2 separate regions of the Macaca mulatta genome follow, and region 2 is linked to region 1. A link is a contact called in public Hi-C data. All regions are on one chromosome and are shown on one strand. Each heading gives the region's core, a stretch centred on a gene start, on an enhancer-like site or on the middle of the called end of the contact. The rest is flanking DNA. Distances are from core to core; before and after follow the strand shown.

What was found. Hi-C and Micro-C count contacts between places; a contact is called where the count stands out from the background.
Region 2: a Hi-C map of CD4 T cells shows a contact between it and region 1, with 3 times the contacts expected there. The contact joins the promoter of DNAJC2 here to the promoter of PMPCB in region 1. A contact is called at or near these places in 2 of 14 Hi-C or Micro-C datasets (CD4 T cells and fetal cortex germinal zone).

The regions. Positions count from the first base shown.
Region 1 is chr3:142,896,688-142,903,031 of T2T-MMU8v2.0, forward strand. It overlaps PMPCB (peptidase, mitochondrial processing subunit beta), which reads left to right and starts at 2,841. Exons shown (of 13, transcript XM_028846146.2): 1 at 2,841-2,964; 2 at 4,012-4,152; 3 at 4,887-4,973; 4 at 6,027-6,156. The coding sequence starts at 2,866.
Region 2 is chr3:142,944,762-142,950,602 of T2T-MMU8v2.0, forward strand. It overlaps DNAJC2 (DnaJ heat shock protein family (Hsp40) member C2), which reads right to left and starts at 4,069. Exons shown (of 17, transcript NM_001260798.1): 1 at 3,791-4,069; 2 at 1,296-1,486. The coding sequence starts at 3,854.

The DNA of each region.
Region 1 (6,344 bases), core at 1,591-4,090:
TCAAGAACATAATGGAGTAATGTTTATAAAATTCTGAGAAAATGAAACTGTGACCCAGCAATATTAAGTCCAGACAAAAATGTTATTCAAGTATAAAGATAAAAGCAGACATCCTCAAACATGAAAGAATTAAAGGAATATGACATCTGTGATGAAAATTTCCAAACAACAAAATAACAACGGCTCTTTGCCAATAAAATCCAGTCAGTTAAGAAATTATTTAAAATAGGCCAGGCACAGTGGCTCACGCCTGTAATCCCAGCACTTTGGGAGGCTGAGGTGGGTGGATCACTTGAGGTCAGGAGTTCAAGACCAGCCTGGTCAACTTGGTGAAACCCCGTCTCTACTAAAAATACAAAAATTAGCTGGGTGTGGTGGTGGGCGCCTGTAATGCCAGCTACTCAGGTGGCTGAGGCAGGGTAATTGCTAGAACCCTGGAGGCACAGGTTGCAGTGAGCTGAGATTGCACCATTTCACTCCAGCCTGGGCAACAAGAGTGAAACTCCGTCTCAAAAAAAAAAAAAAAAAGAAATGGACACTGTTGTGGGTGTAGGGCTATTTTGTCAGTAGTCAGAATACTTTGATTTCTGGCTCTACTCTGGTGCACTTAATTTCCGTAGGCTTTATGTTCTAAGATATTGACTATAAATAATGACTAATAAATTAATACAATGTATATTAGAATTGAATACAAGTTCTTGCTAAAACTTCCTAGGTGTTTCTTGTGATTATACCTAAATGTTTTTGTATATATGTATGCATGTTTGTATTTATTTACAGTTAACACACGTTTGTTTTAGAAACATGAAGGAATAACCTTGGTCGTCCTTTATTACATTACATCATGAGTCTCGTGGGCTGAAACTGTGAATCATAGCAGCCGGGTAGGTGGAGGGAGATGAGTCTGAAAAGATAAATGGGAGTCAGATCATGAAGGGCCCCACCTGCCATGCTAAAGACCCTTTACTTTATTGTGACCAAGGGCCCCCTGGTGGATTCTTCACAATGGGACTGCTGTAATAGTTGCATTTCTAAAAGATCCCATAGGTAGTAATGTGAAAAAACTGACAATGGACCCGGAGTAGATTGAAGGGGCAGGAAAGGGGTGTATCAGTTGAACGTGGAAGATGGAAAAAGAGAGGTGCTTCCGGGTGGTTTGGATTTTTGGGTGAATGGAGGTATGATTGGCTGTTTAGCATTGCAAATATGGGAAGAGATTCAGGGGCCACAGTGAATTCCCTTTTGGACAAGTTAATATTGAGGTTCCAATGGGATATTCAAGTGTAGTTTCCTAGTAGTTGATGGTTAAGTGGGCCTGGAGCTCAAGAGAAAGGCCTGGGTTGGGCAGACAGGTCCTGAAGTGGAGGGAAAAGCCCAGAGGGAGACTGTTCAGTAGAAGAGGACTCGAGTCCTGGCAAACGCCAACTTTTAGGGCAAAATGTAGTGTTTCACAGCACAGTCTTTGGAGTTTACCTATTACTAGCAGGGTAACCTGGGGCAAGTTATTTATTTGACTTCAGTGTCTTAATTGCAAAATGAGCACAACAGCACCTACCTGAGTTAGAAAAACATTTGCAATTTTTAGTTCCTTGAGAGATCTGTGGGCTGGAAGCAGTGGCTCACGCCTGTAATCCTAGCACTTCAGGAGGCTGAGGTGGGCAGATCACCTGAGGTTGGGAGTTCGAAACCAACCTGACGAATATGGTGAAACCCCATCTCTACTAAAAATACAAAATTAGCCAGGCGTGGTGGCACACATCTGTAATCCCAGCTACTTGGGAGGCTGGGGCAGGAGAATTGCTTGAACCCGGGAGGCACAGGTTGCAGTGAGCCGAGATTGCACCATTGCACTCCAGCCTGGGCATCAAGAGTGAAACTCCCTCTCAAAAAAAAAAAAAAAAAAAAATATATATATATATATATATATGAATAAGGAGGAGTCCAAGAAAGTGCAGAGGGAACTACGAGGAGGTGGAGCTCTAGAATATATTGAGAAAAGAGAATTTCAAAGAAGCCAACGATGCAAAATCCTCCAACAGGACTGTAACATAAGTCTGTAAAGTGTCCAACTTTTAGCAGTTAGTGACCTTACCAAGGGCAATTTCTATGGAATGGGATGAGCCATACTGTAGAGGTTCGAAGAGTGAATAGGGGTCAACATGGATACATCTTTTCCTCCCCTCACCGCATCTGTCTTTCCCAGTAGACTTTTCCTTTAAAGGCAGTGACTTGTGGATATTATTCCACTGTTTTCTTTTTTTTTTTTTTTTTTTTTTTGAGACGGAGTCTCGCTGTGTCTCCCAGGCTGGAGTGCAGTGGCGTGATCTCGGCTCACTGCAAGCTCCGCCTCCCGGGTTCACGCCATTCTCCCGCCTCAGCCTCCCAAGTAGCTGAGACTACAGGCGCCCGCCACCATGCCCGGCTAGTTTTTTGTATTTTTAGTAGAGACGGGGTTTCACCATGTTAGCCAGGATGGTCTCGATCTCCTGACCTCGTGATCCACCCGCCTCGGCCTCCCAAAGTGCTGGGATTACAGGCTTGAGCCACCGCGCCCAGCCTATTCCACTGTTTTCAATCAATTCCATCCACCAGTGAGATAGATTATCTTTCACTCCACCGCATTTGTGCCTTGCAGTTAGTAGGCCATCAACAAAATAACTGATGATACAGGGGCTTCTACAGACTCCCCAATTCATTTGGTAAAGACCGCTCAGCATCATGGTCGAGCCCTCATTCCTTTCACGACAGCTTCGAGGAGTGTCATTCCCATCACGGCCACAAGGTGGAGGCCGCCTTCCTGCTCTGGGACCTCAGGTCGCGACCCCGGAAGCACATCCTCCATCCTCCGCCTTCTTTCCAGCAGAAATGGCGGCTGCGGCGGCTCGAGTTATGTTGTTACCCGCGGCGCGGCGGCGGCTCTGGGGTTTCAGCGAGAGTCTCCTGATCCGCGGCGCTGCGGGACGGGTGAGCTTCCCTCTGTTTGTCTGGGCGCTGCCTGGGGCCAGACCCAGTCGGGCGGGCTCTGGCCTCTCTCGCGGCACCCGGCGCAGCGCACCTGAGAGTCGGCGCTACAGATCCGAACAGCGGGGTCGGGGAGGGCCTCCTCGACCTGGACCCGCTGGGCGCCAGGCGGCCTGGGGCTGCTGAACTGGCCGGGGTGGCTGGCTTGTGGCTACCCGCCAGGAGACCTGCTAGTGACGTGTGGGATGACCCTGGTTTTCGGCTCCTCCCGCCAGCTACTGAGGAGTGCATGTTTGACCACTAAAAACGTAGTGCTGGCAAATTGGGGGAAACTAAAAAGTGAAATATGGTTACCGCTCCAGAGTTCTGTTTTAGCCTATGACTGAACTTCGTCCTCAGCTGGGTTTCCCGCTAACCTGGACATCGCTGAAGTAAAATTTTGTATGTATTTGCATTTTTCTCATGAGCGAGCCTCTGACTTTCAGCAAAGAGATGTGAGACTTTTGTATAAGGGCAAATAAAAACTGCTGGAAGACGAATAGTTCCTGGCCGACAAGCCAGTCAGGTGCATTTTGAATCCGGCCCATCTTCCTATCCTCTTTTTTTTTTTTTTTTTTTTAAAAACCATTTCCAAACCCTGTTGCTTTTCTTGAACAATGAAAACCCGAGTGTCAGTTCTGTCTTGTGTGTAGGTAGTTTTACATCTTTTCTCTCCTTTTTTTTTTTTTCCCTGCTTGTTTTCTGCATAATGAATATAAAACATTTCTAGGAGAGGTAGTGAAATAAAGTCAGTTTCTCTCTGGGTAATGATAATAACTGCTCATCTTCCCTGAGGAAAGGGCATGTTTATAATCACGTTGCTGGCTCTAGGACAGTGGCTGGTGACACGTTTCTAGGCCAGGCAGAGATCCCAGTGGAACCAAAATTCAAGAAGAAAGATTCTTTTATAGAGAGAGCCTGTTTAACATAGATTTGGTTTTAAAGTCAACATTTAATATCAGATTGATAATGCGTTTTGCTTTGTCTCTTCCACTTCCTACCCCCAACCAGTCATTATATTTTGGAGAGAACAGATTACGAAGTACACAGGCTGCTACCCAAGTTGTTCTGAATGTTCCTGAAACAAGAGTAACATGTTTAGAAAGCGGACTCAGAGTGGCTTCGGAAGACTCTGGGCTCTCAACATGCACAGTAAGTGACTCAGGCAACCTTCTCTAAGTGACCCTTCATTTAGTGTAGCAAATTGTTGATTTTAGTCTTTAGTTTCTTTGTTGGCTGGTGGTTCAAAAAGGGTGGCAGTTATTTTGCCTTGACAGATTTCCATGAGTTGTGAACCTTTTGTTCCAGTGATACTTAGTTACAGGGTGCATATGGATCCTGTTGCCTTGTCTGCATCTTGTTCTTGTAGCTTATTATGGATTATTTATTGTTAGTAGTATTGATAATAATGAAAGAGGTATATTTGCAGGGCTACTCTGCCAGGTGTTTTTACTGATGTCTTATTTGCTAAAAAGCAATTCTTTGTAGTGGGCGTCCTCACACCTGTTTTATAGTTAAGGAAGTGGGAGAAGTTAAATGGTTTTGTTCAGGTTGCTTAGCTAATACGTGACAGAGCCAGGATTTCAACCAAAGTTTTCTGACAGTTTCTGATGTTCTTGATACTACGGTTATTAATTGGCTGGGTTAATGAGTTGGGCAAAGAATCCTCAGTGAAGGTGGCAGGTAGATACTTGTAGCACCCAGCAGTATCCTGATCAAAATTTTTAAATCTCATGGTTCATAGGAATGAACTATTAATTCACTCAGATCAAGAAAATCTTAGTGTTAAGACCAGAAAGCACTTGTCAGAAAAAGGAAGGAGACTGTTCCCTGCAACCTCAAATAAATAAAATGGATTTATTTAATTGTTCGTTGATTGCATTAAGGTTGGACTCTGGATTGATGCTGGAAGTAGATATGAAAATGAGAAGAATAATGGAACAGCACACTTTCTGGAGCATATGGCTTTCAAGGCAAGTTGTAAAACTTTACAAAAATGCACTCTCTTTAAGAGATAGTAAGCACTAAGTCTCATTCTTTAGAGGCAGGGAGAGCTCTTTCAGTAGTATAACATGTTTTATGTTTTTTTTTTCCAGGACAGTATCTAAAATAAGTACTGATGATTGCTTTGTAAAGTTGAAATGAAAACTTTCTCTTGGGATGCAGGAGTCATCTGAATGTATACCATTTCTGAAGCCTGATGTACCTTATTTTTTTTTAATTTAATTTATTTGGAGATAGGATCTGGCTCTGTTGCCTAGGTTGGAGTGCAGTGACACAACCTGCTTACTGCAACCTCCACCTCCTAGGCTCAAGTCATCCTCCCACATCTACTTCTGGAGTAGCTGGGACTGTAGGTGCATGCCACCACACCCGGATAATTTATTTATATGTGTGTGTGTGTGTGTGTGTGTGTGTGTGTGTGTGTGTGTATATGTATTTTATTTTATTTTATTTTTTGGTAGAGATGGAGTTTCGCCATGTTTTGGCCAGGTTGGTCTCAATCTCCTGGGCTCAGTCAGCCTGCCTCAGCTTCCCAAAGTGCTGGGGTGACAGGTGTGAGCCATCGTACCCTACCTGATGTACTTTAGAAACCAAATTTGACTCTGCATGAAACTAACTTTTTTTTTTTTTTTTTTTTTTTGAGACGGAGTCTCGCTCTGTCACCCAGGCTGGAGTGCAGTGGCCGGATCTCAGCTCACTGCAAGCTCCGCCTCCCGGGTTCACGCCATTCTCCTGCCTCAGCCTCCCGAGTAGCTGGGACTACAGGCGCCTGCCACCTTGCCCGGCTAAGTTTTTGTATTTTTAGTAGAGATGGGGTTTCACTGTGTTCGCCAGGATGGTCTCGATCTCCTGACCTCGTGATCCGCCCGTCTCGGCCTCCCAAAGTGCTGGGATTACAGGCTTCAGCCACCGCGCCCGGCTGAAACTAACTTATTGTCCTCCGTATTCATTATCTGAAGTGTTTAGAATAGATGAAGGATAAAGGGAGGTTGCATAATTTATTTTTCCTCTTTTATTTCAAGGGCACCAAAAAGAGATCCCAGTTAGATCTGGAACTTGAGATTGAAAATATGGGTGCTCATCTCAATGCCTATACCTCCAGAGAGCAGACTGTATACTATGCCAAAGCTTTCTCTAAAGACTTGCCAAGAGGTATTGTTATTATTTATACAGCAGATAATATAATTTTCATGAGAATCAGAAATTATTGAGTACTTTTTATTATGTCTGTTGTAAAAGAGTAAGTCCCAGAAATGTGAAAAAACGAAACTGAATTCTGGGTGAGGGTACGGCTGATCTTATTTTTTTTCTAAATATGACAGATAGTAAGATTATGGATG
Region 2 (5,841 bases), core at 2,819-5,318, 49 kb after region 1:
GTTTGGCATTTATCATGTGGCAAGTACTAACTTAAGTGCTTTATAAGCATCCTTTTATTAATCCTCAAGATAAACCTCTGAGCTGGTAACAATCTCACTGTAGCAACAAGGGAAACGAAGTACACACATGTCCGGGAACTTTCCCAAGGTCCAAGTGCACCACATGGCAGAACCAGATTTGAATTCAGGCACTCCAATTCCACAGCATACACATTTAACTATTATACAAGTAGCTACTAAAGCATTATCTATTTGTTTATACTTTTGTCCCTTGCTGATGTCATTCAATTCCCCACAGCAACCACCACTATGTGCCAATGACTTCAAAAAGTCTTTGGCTCTAACCTCTTTTTGGAGTCATAGACCAATTTCTAACCAACTACTAGACAGCTTCACCACTATGGTACCAAACCTCAGTCTTCACATAGCCAAACCTGGACACAAACAGCACCTCCCACAAACATTCTTATCCTCATCCCAGCACTGGTTACTGACCTCACACTCTAGCAGGTCACTCAAGCCCTAATGCTGGGGAGGACCTCTGAATATTTCCCTTTCTCTTGTGCCACACAGCCAGGGTCACCAAAGCCTATCAATTCTACCTCCAAAAAAAGGAAATCTGACCCTTCTTCCTCAAAACCCAGCCACACACTAAGTTCAAGGATTCAGTCACAGGTCTGCCTTAGTGCACCAGCCCTGTAACAGTAAACTATTCACTTCCCCTCCAGTCCCTTGCCCCCTTTCAAGCAATTTTCTGTACTGCCAAGGGAATTACTTTTCTAAAATTAGCTAAGAAACTTTTGATGGCATCTTACTGTCCCCAAAATAAATTTTAATTCCTTCCTTAGCATGGTGTAAAAAGGACACAACAGAGTTTGGTCTAGAGTCCAAAAGATTTTAAGGACACTAGATTTCTCACCACCATACTGCATGTACCCTGTACGACTCATCGATCCCTCAAGAGGCACTACATATTCTTTTACTCCTTTGTGTCTTTGTATATCTTACTCCTTCGGCCCAGAATACTTCTTTCATTTCTCTGCTTCACTAACTGCCGCCTGTCCTTTTAAGACCAGTGCAAACATTATCTTTTCTGTGAACTCTTCCTGGATTTCTCCAGCAGAGACAGTATCTCATGGCTAGTGCTAACCCACTCAAGACTTAGTAATAAACAGATGCTAAATTATAGTCATCTTGCTGAACCATCTTAAAACACGGTTTATTAATGGAAAACTCCCAAGAAAACTATGTCTAACAAAGCATCTGACTGAACAAAATATTCAGATATTAAATACCTTCCAGTCTTTGGGATCAAGTGTTTTCAGCATGGCAAACTCTTCCAACTGCAATTCTTCATCTTCTGATTCCTCAGATAACTCTTTCTTATCCTCCAGTTCCTGAAAAGAGGCAGAAGCATTTCTGTTTCTCCTCTTAACAAAAGCTTCAAACCATCTTCCCACAGGTTCAACTCGACAAAGTGTAGAGGCTGTGATTGAAAGTGTTAAGAGAGGCTTCAATGTATTGCATGGAATAAATCTGTTTCAAGGCAATTAACTTTTTCAGGAAATAAAATCAAAACAGTGATACAAGAATATACTTTTAAAACCACCAACTAAGAAAATAATTGCAGTCATCCAGTTTACATGAGGGTTAACAAGAAATTATCCTTTCCTAGTATTAAAGAGTATTTAATCAACCTCTTCCAGTTATCTGACAACATAAACTTAGTAATGTCAACAATAAATCAGTACTTTTCTCGGGATATGAGAGTAAGCTGAGGAACAGGAAGAAATGTTGCAAACTGCTTGACTTTTAGACGAATTATTTTATTTATTTATCTTTTCACTTTTTTTTTTTTTTTGAGATGGAGTTTTGCTCTTACTGCCCAGGCTGGAGTGCAATGGCGAGATCTCAGCTCAATGCAACCTCCACCTCCTGGGTTCAAATGATTCTCGTGCCTCAGCCTCCCGAGTAGCTGGGATTACAGGCATGCACCACCATGCCCCGCTAATTTTGTATTTTTAGTAGAGATGGGGTTTCTCCATGTTGGTCAGGCTGGTCTTGAACTCCCGACCTCAGGTGATCAGCCCGCCTGGGCCTCCCAAAGTGTTTGGATTACAGGTGTGAGCCACTGCGCCCAGACAAATAATTTTAATAAAGTAATAAATAGTGATAAATTGTCACGAAGAGCTAGCCTCACCAAAAATAAAAAATCTAAAAGCAACGCAAACTATCTTTTTTTTTGAGACGGAGTTTTGCTCTTGTTGCCCAGGCTGGAGTGCAATGGCGCAATCTTGGCTCACTGCAACCTCTGCCTCCCGGGTTCAAGAGATTCTTCTGCCTCAGCCTCCCAAATTGCTGGGATTATAGGCGCCCGCCACCATGCCCAGCTACTTTTTTGTATTTTTAGTAGAGACGGGGTTTTGCCATGTTTGCCAGGCTGGTCTCGAACTCCTGACCTCAGGTGATCCACCCACCTCGACCTCCCAAAGTGCTGGGATTATAGGCGTGAGCCACCGTACCCAGCCAACTCAAACCATCTTACTTATTAAAATCTTGAACTATAGCTCTTAAAAATTTTAAGGATTCACTAACAAGAATTTGTACTGAAAACAATTTTCCAAGCAGCAAACGGGGATTTACTAATGCAGCTAAGCTGTAGCGGAACAAGCTCTCAATCTGAAACCAGACACTCTGGGTTTCAGACTAGGTCTGACAGTGGCTGTGTGGCCTGAAATGAATCAGGATGTCTTCACCTATAAAATGGGAACAATACCTATTTATCTCATTCAGTTTCTAGGAAGCTTGAATGAGACCATAAAAACTCTCTGAAATTAAAAACTTGTAGTAAAGATATCATCTATTCCTCGGAAATGGCGGTAAATCACTGTACATGTGTATATTAGCAATTCGAAAAAGGAAAATCCCTGAAAAATTTAGTTTAAGATTTCCTCCACCTTACACAGGAGAGGATTAAAACACTGTCAAAAAGGTACTACCTTGTAGTACGGGGTGTGTGTGGCTTTTAAAAACACTGCCTTTTAAGCCTTTTCCTTTAGTTGTTAAGAGGCACACGGAGACACACAAATGCAACATGTGCCACGGGTAATGTTCAAAATCACATTCAACAAACGCTTATGTACCTGGCTATGGGAATTACTGTAGATGACTGGAACTGGAGACTCTTAAGTTTACAATACTCATGACTGTACTGGGCCATAAATCTAAAACCTACAGCAGCAGGACAAGTTTCACTTGTAATAACTGCCTTTCAAAATCTACGCGGATCTTTTCAGCAGCACAGTCTTTTAACACCGAATATGAGGAGCGGTGTCTGAGTTGTGACATTTAAAAAATAAGGCCGGAACAAACGTAGAGAGGGAGAAAGGTGTTTAAGAGATCGCCAGCAGCAAAGCTTTATACGACCCCAGGCACGTGGGGTGCTGGCTGCGCGTAGTCTTTCCGCCGTAGGCAAAGAGAGGCTTATGTGAATCTTTCTGGGGTACTGGGGGGTTCGGTCCCGAAATGTTCAGTCCAATCCATGAGTCAGCAGCGGCGAAAGGAAGCAGCAACGGTAGGAGCAAAAGGAAGGCACCCCTCACCCTCCTTCCTTCTAATCTAGGGTAGGATTACTTTAAAACACGGAGCAAAAACGCACCTATTACGGCTCCACACGGCCCCAGGGCTAGTCGCCAGGGTCAAAGGTAGAGACAGCCCAGGGTTGCCAAGGCGGAGGACTGAGGCAGGGGCGGCTGAGGTGGGAAGGAGCCGGGGTTGGGTGGGCGCTTACCAGAGGTCAAAGCGTGGGTGATGGCGGTGCCCCGGCCGTCCGCGGGGCTTGGCAAGAGCAGCATGATGGCGCCGGGTCTAGCCCGGTGGGAGCAGCGATTCACGTCCCGGGCGGAGGGCGCTTACGGTCCCCCCAGCTCTACCTCTCAGTCCGAGCCTCGCGCCTTGACTCTACGACGCCCAGGAACCGGCGCATGGAGACGACCAGTAAGCACTTCCGGGATGGATCTTCCGTGGTGCGGAGGCCAGTCTGACACCCTCCTACCCTCGCCAACGTGTGCGGCAACCTAGTTCCACACTGACTGAGATCCGGCTGGAGACCAAGTCGCACGAGAGAATGGTTCCTAGGCGCGTTAATTTTCCTATGAAAACGATTATATTCCACGTCCCTGTGCAATACATAGAACATAACCTTTAAAAGCAGCTCTTTTTATATTATCTTTATTTTTAAGTTCTTACTGCTTTATATGTTAATCTGAACCTAATCAGTGATTTTCTCAGGAACGCTACACTTTTAAGTAAAAAATGAAAATAACTGTATGAACCAGTATCGACGACTAGTATATACATTTGCGGAGAATTACGTACGTGCATTTGTGATACGTTTGTGTTTAACCTGATGATGATAATAGCAGCTAATATTTGTCGTGCTATTACTAATTTACCTGCATTATATATTTTAATACTCACTTGGAGAAGAAACTTCTCTCTGGTGTTAGATTGTATTCCAAGGCCAGCAATATTTTACCCTGTTCTAATGGAATGAAGTTTTCATTCAAGATATCCCCAATCAGAGTTGTTTAATGTGTAATAAAATCAATTGTATTATTACTATAAGCTTCCTTCTAAGACTGTAGTTAAAAGCAAAAACTAGAAAAACAAAAAACAGTGGGTAAAGGCTCACCCCCAACAGCAGTATCTGAAACACGTTCAATAAAATAAACTTCATGTGCCATTCTTCAGCAAGGACCACCAGACATTAGTAAATTATCTTCTAATTTACTAATTTCATTATATTTTCACAATTAAGCAACTTTTAAAATATATATATATAGAGAGAGAGAGAGAGAGAAAGACAGGGTCTCACTATGTTGCCTAAGGTGGTCTTGAACTCCTGGCCTCAAGGGATCGTTCTGCCTCAGTGTCCCAAAACTCTGGGATTAGAGGCGTGAGTCACCGTTCCAGGCCAATTAAATACATTTAATTGACCTGTATATCTGCTGCATTATAAAATCGTCACTTCAAAATTGACATTTCAAAAATTGAACTAAGGGAGGCTGAGGTGGGAAGATCGCTGAAACCGGGAGGTGGAGGTTGCAGTGAGCCGAGATCTCACCATTGCACTCCAGCCTGGGTAACAGTGAGACCCTGTCTTCAAAAAAAAAAAAAAAAAAAAAAAAAAAAAATTGAACTAATCTTGTGCCCTCAAACCTCTTCCTGATCCCTGTTAATGCAACCACTGTTAAAACATGCTCCAAGGTGCAAAGTAACCTGACTCCACTTTCGTCATATTAATATATGTTTTTCCTCACACCTCCTCCCATTGAGTTTTACCATTAACTCTAAGGTCATAAGGTGTTTTGTTTTGTTTTGTTTTCTGAGACGGAGGCTTGCTCTGTCTCCCAGGCTGGAGTGCAGTGGCGCGATCTCGGCTCCCTGCAATCTCCGCTTCCCAGGTTCAAGCGATTCTCTTGCCTCAGCCTCCCGAGTAGCTGGGACTACAGGTGCGTGCCACCACGCCCAGCTAATTTTTGTATTTTTAGTAGAGACGGGGTTTAGCCATGTTGGCCAGGCTGGTCTCCAACTACTGACCTCGTGATCCGCCCGCTTCGACCTCCCAAAGTGCTGGGATTATAGGAGTGAGCCACCGTGCCCGGCTGGGGGTTTTGTTTTTTAAAAAAATTGTTCTAAAATACACATAACATGAAATTTACGATCTTCACCATTTTTAAGTGTACAGTAATGTTAAGTACATCCACATTATTGTGCAACTACCCTACAGAACTATTTTTATCTTACAAAACTGAAACTCTATACCCATTTAATCTTACA